2 separate regions of the Mus musculus genome follow, and region 2 is linked to region 1. Evidence: chromatin contacts called from public HiChIP or PLAC-seq data. All regions are on one chromosome and are shown on one strand. Each heading gives the region's core, a stretch centred on a gene start, on an enhancer-like site or on the middle of the called end of the contact. The rest is flanking DNA. Distances are from core to core; before and after follow the strand shown.

Evidence for each region. HiChIP or PLAC-seq counts read pairs in DNA pulled down with a chosen protein or histone mark.
Region 2: an H3K27ac HiChIP or PLAC-seq map of trophoblast stem cells shows a contact between it and region 1, with 3 times the contacts expected there. The contact joins two enhancer-like sites. A contact is called at or near these places in 1 of 484 Hi-C or Micro-C datasets (muscle stem cells), 8 of 115 datasets of contacts at active chromatin or transcription factors (embryonic stem cells, epiblast stem cells, neural tube and 3 more) and 3 of 9 other capture datasets (adipose tissue, embryonic stem cells and pancreatic islet).

What each region holds. Positions count from the first base shown.
Region 1 is chr2:20,523,463-20,527,451 of GRCm38.p6, reverse strand. The region is part of intron 2 of Etl4 (enhancer trap locus 4); the gene reads right to left. Among named protein-coding and RNA genes, the nearest start is that of Gm17171, 190 kb to the right of the region's middle. Within about 2 kb of position 1,356, at least 70 of the 459 cell types and tissues checked have an H3K27ac peak or open chromatin away from gene starts, as enhancers often do. A contact at or near this core is called in pancreatic cancer cells and trophoblast stem cells, where this site is marked.
Region 2 is chr2:20,629,694-20,633,563 of GRCm38.p6, reverse strand. All of the region lies in intron 3 of Etl4 (enhancer trap locus 4), which reads right to left. Among named protein-coding and RNA genes, the nearest start is that of Gm17171, 300 kb to the right of the region's middle. Within about 2 kb of position 1,558, at least 5 of the 459 cell types and tissues checked have an H3K27ac peak or open chromatin away from gene starts, as enhancers often do. A contact at or near this core is called in pancreatic cancer cells and trophoblast stem cells, where this site is marked.

The DNA.
Region 1 (3,989 bases), core at 107-2,606:
GATGTCACTGTCAATCTACAGTCTTCATTATTCTTTCAGTCATCCCATGTATCGGACTTTAAACTCAACCCTTCCTTCATGCTTTTCATGGGAAAGGTCGCATCAATTTTATGCTGTTTTTCTACTTTGTTTATGTTCTTGTGGATTTTAAAATAATGTTTCCAGTGGTCTAACAAAACTGAATGTGACATACAGTAAAGGGATGGAAAGGTACCAGCAGTTAACAAGGGAGACTGACACAGGCCAGCCAGCACACAGAGCCCATCTTTGTCTGCTCGCCTTTATTGCTTGCGCTCATCCACCACTCCATTAGTCCCATCTGCCTCCACCCCAGCCCAGCACCAGCACCTCAGTAACCCAGTCCTGTCCACAAACTCTTCACAGTTGATTAGGCCTTTCCTCTGCTCTGGGCAGCTGCCAGCCCCACACCTGAAGGAGAAATGACATTTGGGCCATTTGAGTCACCTGGGGAGAATTCAGCCTTTTTGTTTTGTTTTGTTTTGTTTTGTTTTTGTTTTTTTGTTTTTTCCAGACAGGGTTTCTCTGTATAGCCTTGGCTGTCCTGGAACTCATTCTGTAGACCAGGCCTCGAACTCAGAAATCCGCCTGCCTCTGCCTCCCGAGTGCTGGGATTAAAGGCGTGTGCCACCACACCCAGCTAGAATTCAGCCTTTTAGGTGAGCATAAAACCCAAGGAGAGGCATGCATAAACAAGAGAAGGAACAGACAAAGGTCCATTTTGCCACTATTCCACAGTTATGGTGTCAGACCCAAGTGGGCCAGTTTCACATTATCTGTATGAAGAAAAGTGCATGCAGGGACTCTCAAGCTGTCAAACAGAATGGCAGTTCTGTTTCTTGTTTGGAAAGAACTCTGGTGCTAAGATGTAAATATGGGTGTGTCTGGCTGTTTGCTATTCTGGGAATCCTTGTCTAACAAAGTAGAGAAGTTGTAGCCTAAAGACAAGGCCTGGGCAAGGCTGAAAGGCAGCCCTGTTTCCTCTTCCTGCCCCTCCCAAACTCTTCCAGGGAGCCCACTTCCAGCAGGGCAAAGAGCAAACAAGAGCTTCGAATGGAAAATCAGCCCTTAAACACTCCCCGGAGCACAATTGAGGGGGAGGGGGGAGGAGGGGGAGGGAGGAGAAGGAGGAAGAACAGGAGGAGGGCAGGATCACCAAAGAGCTACTCTTCAGAGACCCAGGGGACTCCAGCTGTGATGTGTCTACATCCTGGACAAGAAAAGTAGAGAGGGATCTGGGAGGGCAAATTCAAAAAGGCAGAGGGTTATAGAAAGCCAAGCCATCCCTAAGGAGCCGTCCACACAGCAAGCTATGCAGACCAGCAACTGCTGGACTGTAGTGCCTGTGACTCTCCATGTTCTGATTACTCTGGCTGAGTCAGACCACACAGAGAGGCATCTGGGCTTTGGCATCATTTGGGCACTTCACAACCTACTGGGAGCTGGCGGTAGTGCAGTTACTTCCTGGGATATTTATTTTATTTTATTTTTTATCTTATTTGCTTTTAATTTTATTTTGGGGGGGGGGGTGAAAAATAAACACAAAGTCTTGTACATACACATGCTAAACATGTACTCTACCACTGAATTATACTTTTCTGAGAATTTATCCCATGGTCAAGATTAGGGAGTCCAGGGGCTCTCTCCTATAGGAGTTGAAAGCTAGCCTGGGTTACATAGTGAATTCCATAAGAGCTGGGACTACTGTGTAACAGAGCACAAAATCTTGTCTCAAATAACCAACAACATATAAGTTATTGATTATATATATTTATATATAAGTACATATATAATATATAACATATAATATATAAATATATATCCTACTATATATTAGGTAGTCCACATACTCCTGTGTGTGTGTGGTGTATGCACACACTTGTCTGTCCTGGAACTCTGTAGACCAGGCTGGTCTCAGCAATCCACTTGCCCCTGCCTCCTGAGGGCTGGTATTAAAGGTTCCTCCACCATCTGGCTCTCTTCACTTCTTCATAGTGGTTAGCTGAAGAGACAGCTCACTAGTTTAGAACACTGGCTGCTCCTCCAAAGCAGGAGTTCAATTCCCAGCACTCAAATGTCAGCTCACAATTCTCTATAACTCCAGTTCCAGGGGATCCTTGTTCAATTCTGGCCTCTGTGGGTACTAGGCAGGCATGCTCTACACAGACATACATGCAGGCAAACATTCATATTCATAAATACGTTTCTTAAAACATGAAGTCAAGGATAAAAACAATCCCTTGTACAGACTTTATACAATAGGTAGAGCATTCCATGTAATCTAGAGAAGCATCCTGTGTTGTATTAATTCAAATTAATTGACCGAGTCAACTATTCATTTGCACAAATATTGAATAATGGCCTGCTCCAAACACTAAAAGGGATAGGAGGTGGTGGGGTGCTGATCAAGATAGACTGCATAGGAGTATCTACCTGATGGTTAGAGAGTCAGTCAACAAACAACTAATGTATAATTTGAGCGCCAGGTCAGTGCTTTGAAGAGCGAAAGAAGATATGAAGGTAGAAACTGACTAGGCTGTTTCAGAGCACAGACTGAGCATCTGTCATTTTGTAGGCTAGCACTAGATGGAGGCACCCATTGCCAGAGGAGGCAATCAGGTAGATGGATCCCCGCCACAGAGCTTTCAAGAAACCTTTAAAAGCCAGAAGAGGAGGTCATGTTGGGGACAACAACCCAAGGATGATACTAGGAGCCCATGGCCTCCAAAGAGAATAAGACACAGATTCAAATTCTACCAACAGCCAGACATAATGATGCACACCTGTATTCCAGCCCTTGTCAGAAGGCAGGAACATCAGGAGTTAGTATCCAGCCTTAGCTACACGAGTTTCAAACCCAGCCTGGGCTGTATGAGGCCCTGTCTCAAATAAATTTTCCCAATGATTATTGAAAGCCTACTCTGCCAAATGCTTACAGCTCTTCACACTGAGCACCTACAGGGGTTGCAAAGCTAAGTGAGGAAACTGGGAAAGCACTAGCAACAGTAAAGGCTTTCCAAACCTGCAGCAAAGAAACCTTAATTCAAAATCATATATATATATATATGATCATCGATATATATGATATATATATATATATATATATATATATATATATATATATATATATATATATATACACATACACACAATCAGGGGCTGAAGAGTGAAGAGATAGCTAGGGGCTTAAGAGCATTTGCTTCTCTCACAAAGGCTCTGGGCTTGATTCCCAGCACCCACATGGCTGCTCACAAATGCTTGTACCTCTGGCTCTAGTGGGATTCCTCTCGCCCCTTTATCTCCACAGGAACCAGACACACACACACTGTGGGGAAAGTGGTACCTAGACTCAGGCACACACACATACACATAAAATAAAAAGTAAACAAACAACACAAGTAAAAACAGGCGTGTGGTGCATGCCTATAATTCCAGCACTTAGGAGTAGGAGTTCAAGGCCATCTGCAGCTACATAAAAACTGTGAGGCCATCCTGGGCTACATGAGACTCCATCTTAAAAACAAAGCAAACAAAACGCAGGTTGAAACAAGGCTGAGCTGTTTCTGGCAGTGCTCCCCCATGATGCTGTTTCATAGGAGCCTTGATTCTGAACACACACCATGCATGCTTCAGTGGCATCTGCCACCATGCCACAACTTGCCAGCAAATACTGCCTCAAACACACAGACTTGGATTCTATTACTATGTTTTGAATTTCAGTGCTTTCTCTATGCATGCAAAGCTTTATGCTCTTATTGAGAAGGAATGGTTTAATTACGGAAAACAAGAACTTTAAATAGCTTCTTACTGTTATCCTTCATCGTGTAACTATCAAATTAGTGCATCTTCAAAATGTATTATCTTAGAATGTTTGATTTTTAAAAAGTGCTGTTCGAGATGCTGACTTGAAATACATTTAAAAAATCAGTCAGTAAATATTGGCTTGAAACTGGGATGGAATTTCTGCAATT
Region 2 (3,870 bases), core at 309-2,808, 110 kb before region 1:
CAATGAATTATCAGCTAACTTTTCACCGTTGAATGCTGTGGTAAAACGGGTTAAGTCTATTGCGTGCATAATGAAATCAACTAACTTTGTAGTTTAGAAGCAAGTTTCCTGGTGGTCCTTTTAGGATAAAGATGATGACATTGTATGTTCAGTAGATCGGTAGTGACTGTTTAGTAATCTTCAGCAGCTTTCTTAAGGTTAGAAATGGTTTCCAATGGCATTTGGATACGGATGCCATCTTTGTTTATTCAGGTCAGAGCTCAAAGCATCCCAGTGGCGGAAGTGAAGGACTGGTTAATTAACTTGGCTGTGGCAATCATTTCATGCTGCATTTGCATATCAAATCTCACACTTTAACTTAGAATGTACTGCATACAGTTTCCACTCATCGATTACATACTTCAATACAGCTTAAAGGAACCTCTCAAAGCATTTCTAAAAACAAAAACAAAAACCTGACATGGAAAGTATTATACTTTCTAAAGTATGCATCTTGTTTTAATTACTATTTTCAGCTTTATCTTGGCGTATTTTTTCATTGTCTTCTCTAAGGCCAACAGAATGATCCCTAAAAATAAAATAATTTACAAAATGAAGGAGGTTATGTAAGTCTTTTGGTCACACACACACACACACACACACACACACACACACACACACACACAGACAGACACACATACTATGACAAAGTCTTAAGTAAATGTTTATCTATATAACCACAGCTACAAGTGGCTCAAGCCAGCACATGTGTAAAAAAACAAATCCACCAAGTTTTTGTTGACACCCCCCACTCCCGAAATGTGCTGTACAGGAAAGAAAGGGATTTGGGAAATGTAAATAGCCCCATCCAGTTTCATTCTCAGCCTCTGAGTGTTTTCTATGGAAGCCTTTAAGAAGCTTTGTTGAGAAAGCCCACACACACTGTCACACTGTGCTCAAGGAAACAGGCTTGCTGGTCAGGTGTGGGGATGACCTATCAATTGCTGTAATTTTTATATATATGATCAAACTTCTTTTTTTATTAATCATTCCATCCATTTACATCTCAAATGATATCCTACTTCCCAGTCACCCCTCCACAAGGCTCCCATCCCACAGCCTCCTTTTCCTCCCTCCCCTTTGCTTCTATCAGGGTGCTCCCCCACCCACCCATCCCTCCAACTTGTAATAATTAAAATTTAGATCTAAATGAAAGTGGGCAACTAAATCCTGAGCACCATTAAATGGTATCAGCCAGCAGAGAGGTGAATCTGTAATATATTTTTAAAGTGATCATCTAGAGTCCCAATATGCACCTTCACTGAGTTACCCCTGTAGTTACTCATATTCTGTCAAGTTGGTTGTCTAGTGGACAAAGACCGAATGCTCACATGTTATTGACTAGAGATGCAAAGGCCTAAATGCCTGCTGAAAGACCAGTAAACAAAAAGGTATGTGTCCATGAGATGTAGCTTGCACCTGAAATGCCCCCATGAGTGGCTGTACAATGGCTGAGAAGTGGGGCTTAGCTGGAGGAAGTGAGTCACCAGGGCAGTGTTATCCCTGACCTTTCCTGCTGTGACCACTGCTTCCAGATCAATAATGAGGGGAGTGATCTGGAAGAAGCTCTCTACCACACACTCCTACAACCTGTCCAAGCACTTGGAGTACAAGTGACTATGGACTTAAACTCTGAGTCAAAACTAAATCCTTCTTTTAACTTATTTGTCACATACTCTGTTGCAAAAACACAAAAGTAACTAATACAACAGACAGTGCAGTACAAATGTGTCTTCAAAGGGAAAGAGTTCTCATACATTCCACAAAACGGATGGATCTTAAGGGCATTGTGCTAAGTGAAATAAACAGTCACACACACAAAATCCAATACCTTACTATTTTACTTACAGAAACTGTCTGAGTAGTCACACACAGAGTGATAGAAAATTAAGTGTTGATTGACAGGCTTGGGGCAGGGCTTTGGTTAAATAGGTACAGAGCTCAAGTTTTTTAGGGTTTTAAGGCTGAGGAGATGGCTCAGCAGGTAAAGTGCTTACTATGTAGGCCAAAAGGTCTGAGTTCAGATCCTTGGGCCCCAAGTAGAAAGCCAGGTATGGCAGCACAATCATGAAACTTCAGTGATGGGGAGCTGAGACGGACAGATCTCAGGCTCTGTGACCAAATAGTGTAGCTAAACTGGTGATTCAGTGAGGGATTTTTGTCTTAAAAAATAATGTAGAAATCTGAGTGGTGATGGCATACACCTTTAAACCCAGCACTCAGGAAGCAGAGGCAAGCAGATATCTATGAGTTCGAGATCAGCCTGGTCTACTGAGGGAGTTCCAAGACAGCCAGGGCTACACAGAGAAATTGTCTTTAAAAACAACAACTACAAATAACACCAAAATCACAAAAACAAGACAAAATAGTAGAAAGTAACAGAGGAGGACATCCTGACAATTTCTAGCCCTCGTACCACAAGTACGAGTACACGTGTCATGTATATACATATGCACACATGTGCACACACACATACTATGTGAACATCCCTAACACCACTAAAGCATATATTTTAAATAAGATGGTATATTTTAAGATGGTAAATATCATGTTATGTGCATTTTACCTCCACTTAAAAGCACATTGCAGACAATCAACCTAAGTAAGAAGTCAGTGGAAAAGAATACAGTTGAGAACATGCCCAGCCACCATTTCTCTCTACAAAGAATCTAAGTAAATAGGCAGGGCTGAAAGGGCAAAGTGTTCTCATAATATCCTTTGAATGCAGGGGCAATTCCTCAATTTCACACTTAGACAGCATTAAGCCTTATCCTATCATCTCCTAGAAACGAATGATCCTGGACTCGATCAAGTTTGAATAAAGATCCTGGGCACATTTCATTTAGCTTGTGGTCCCTCTGGTATTTTCCCATCTCTTCATACTTCCTTGAGGTATGTCCGTACTGTAAACACTAGGTACAGATGCCCTTTGGCTGGCTCCATCCCTTTCTAGTCGTGAAGAGCACTCCACAGAGACAAATGTTACCATGTTGCCTTCAAGTCTTTACTGTGTGCTGAGGGAAAGACAACCCAAAATCTACAGCTGTGCCTCTGTGCCATCTTCCACTGTACCTCACAGCCACACATTTTAAGATAGGAGAAAAGTATTTATTTTCAATATTAATTGCTGGTCAACTTGCTATCTCAAGTTAGTTGGATTAATTTTTTTTAATATTTAAACTAAGATAACAGAATGTATGGTATACATCTTTCTAGAAAGATTTTATTTTGGAATTGTAGAAATGGCTCACCGGTTAGAGCATTGCCTGCCCATTCAGTCTACCTGAATTTAATTTCCAGCACCCACATGGCAGCTCACCACTGTCTATAACTCCAGCTCTAGGGATTTTCACACCTTCACACAGATACACAGGCAAAACACCAATACGCATAAAATAATTTTCATTTATTTATTTATTTATTTATTTATTTATTTGTTTGTTTGTTTGTTTCAAGACAGGGTTTCTCTATATCACCCTGGCTGTCCTGGAACTCACTCTGTAGACCAGGCTTGCCTCGAACTCAGAAATCCGCCTGCCTCTGCCTCCCAAGTGCTGGGATTAAAGGCGTGCGCCACCACGCCTGGCTAAAATAAAATTTTTAAAAGATTTATTTTAATTTTAATTGTGTGTCTGTATGTGTTTGCATGCGACTATGTTGTATAAGGTGCCTGTAGGGGACAGAAGAGGTCATCAGATGCTCTGGAGCCGGAGTCATAGCTGGTTATAAGCCACCTAATGTGGCTTCTGGGATCTGAACTCAGATCCTCTGAAACAGCAGCAAATATTCTTAACCATGGGGCTATCTTGACAGTCCCAGGTACACAGCTTT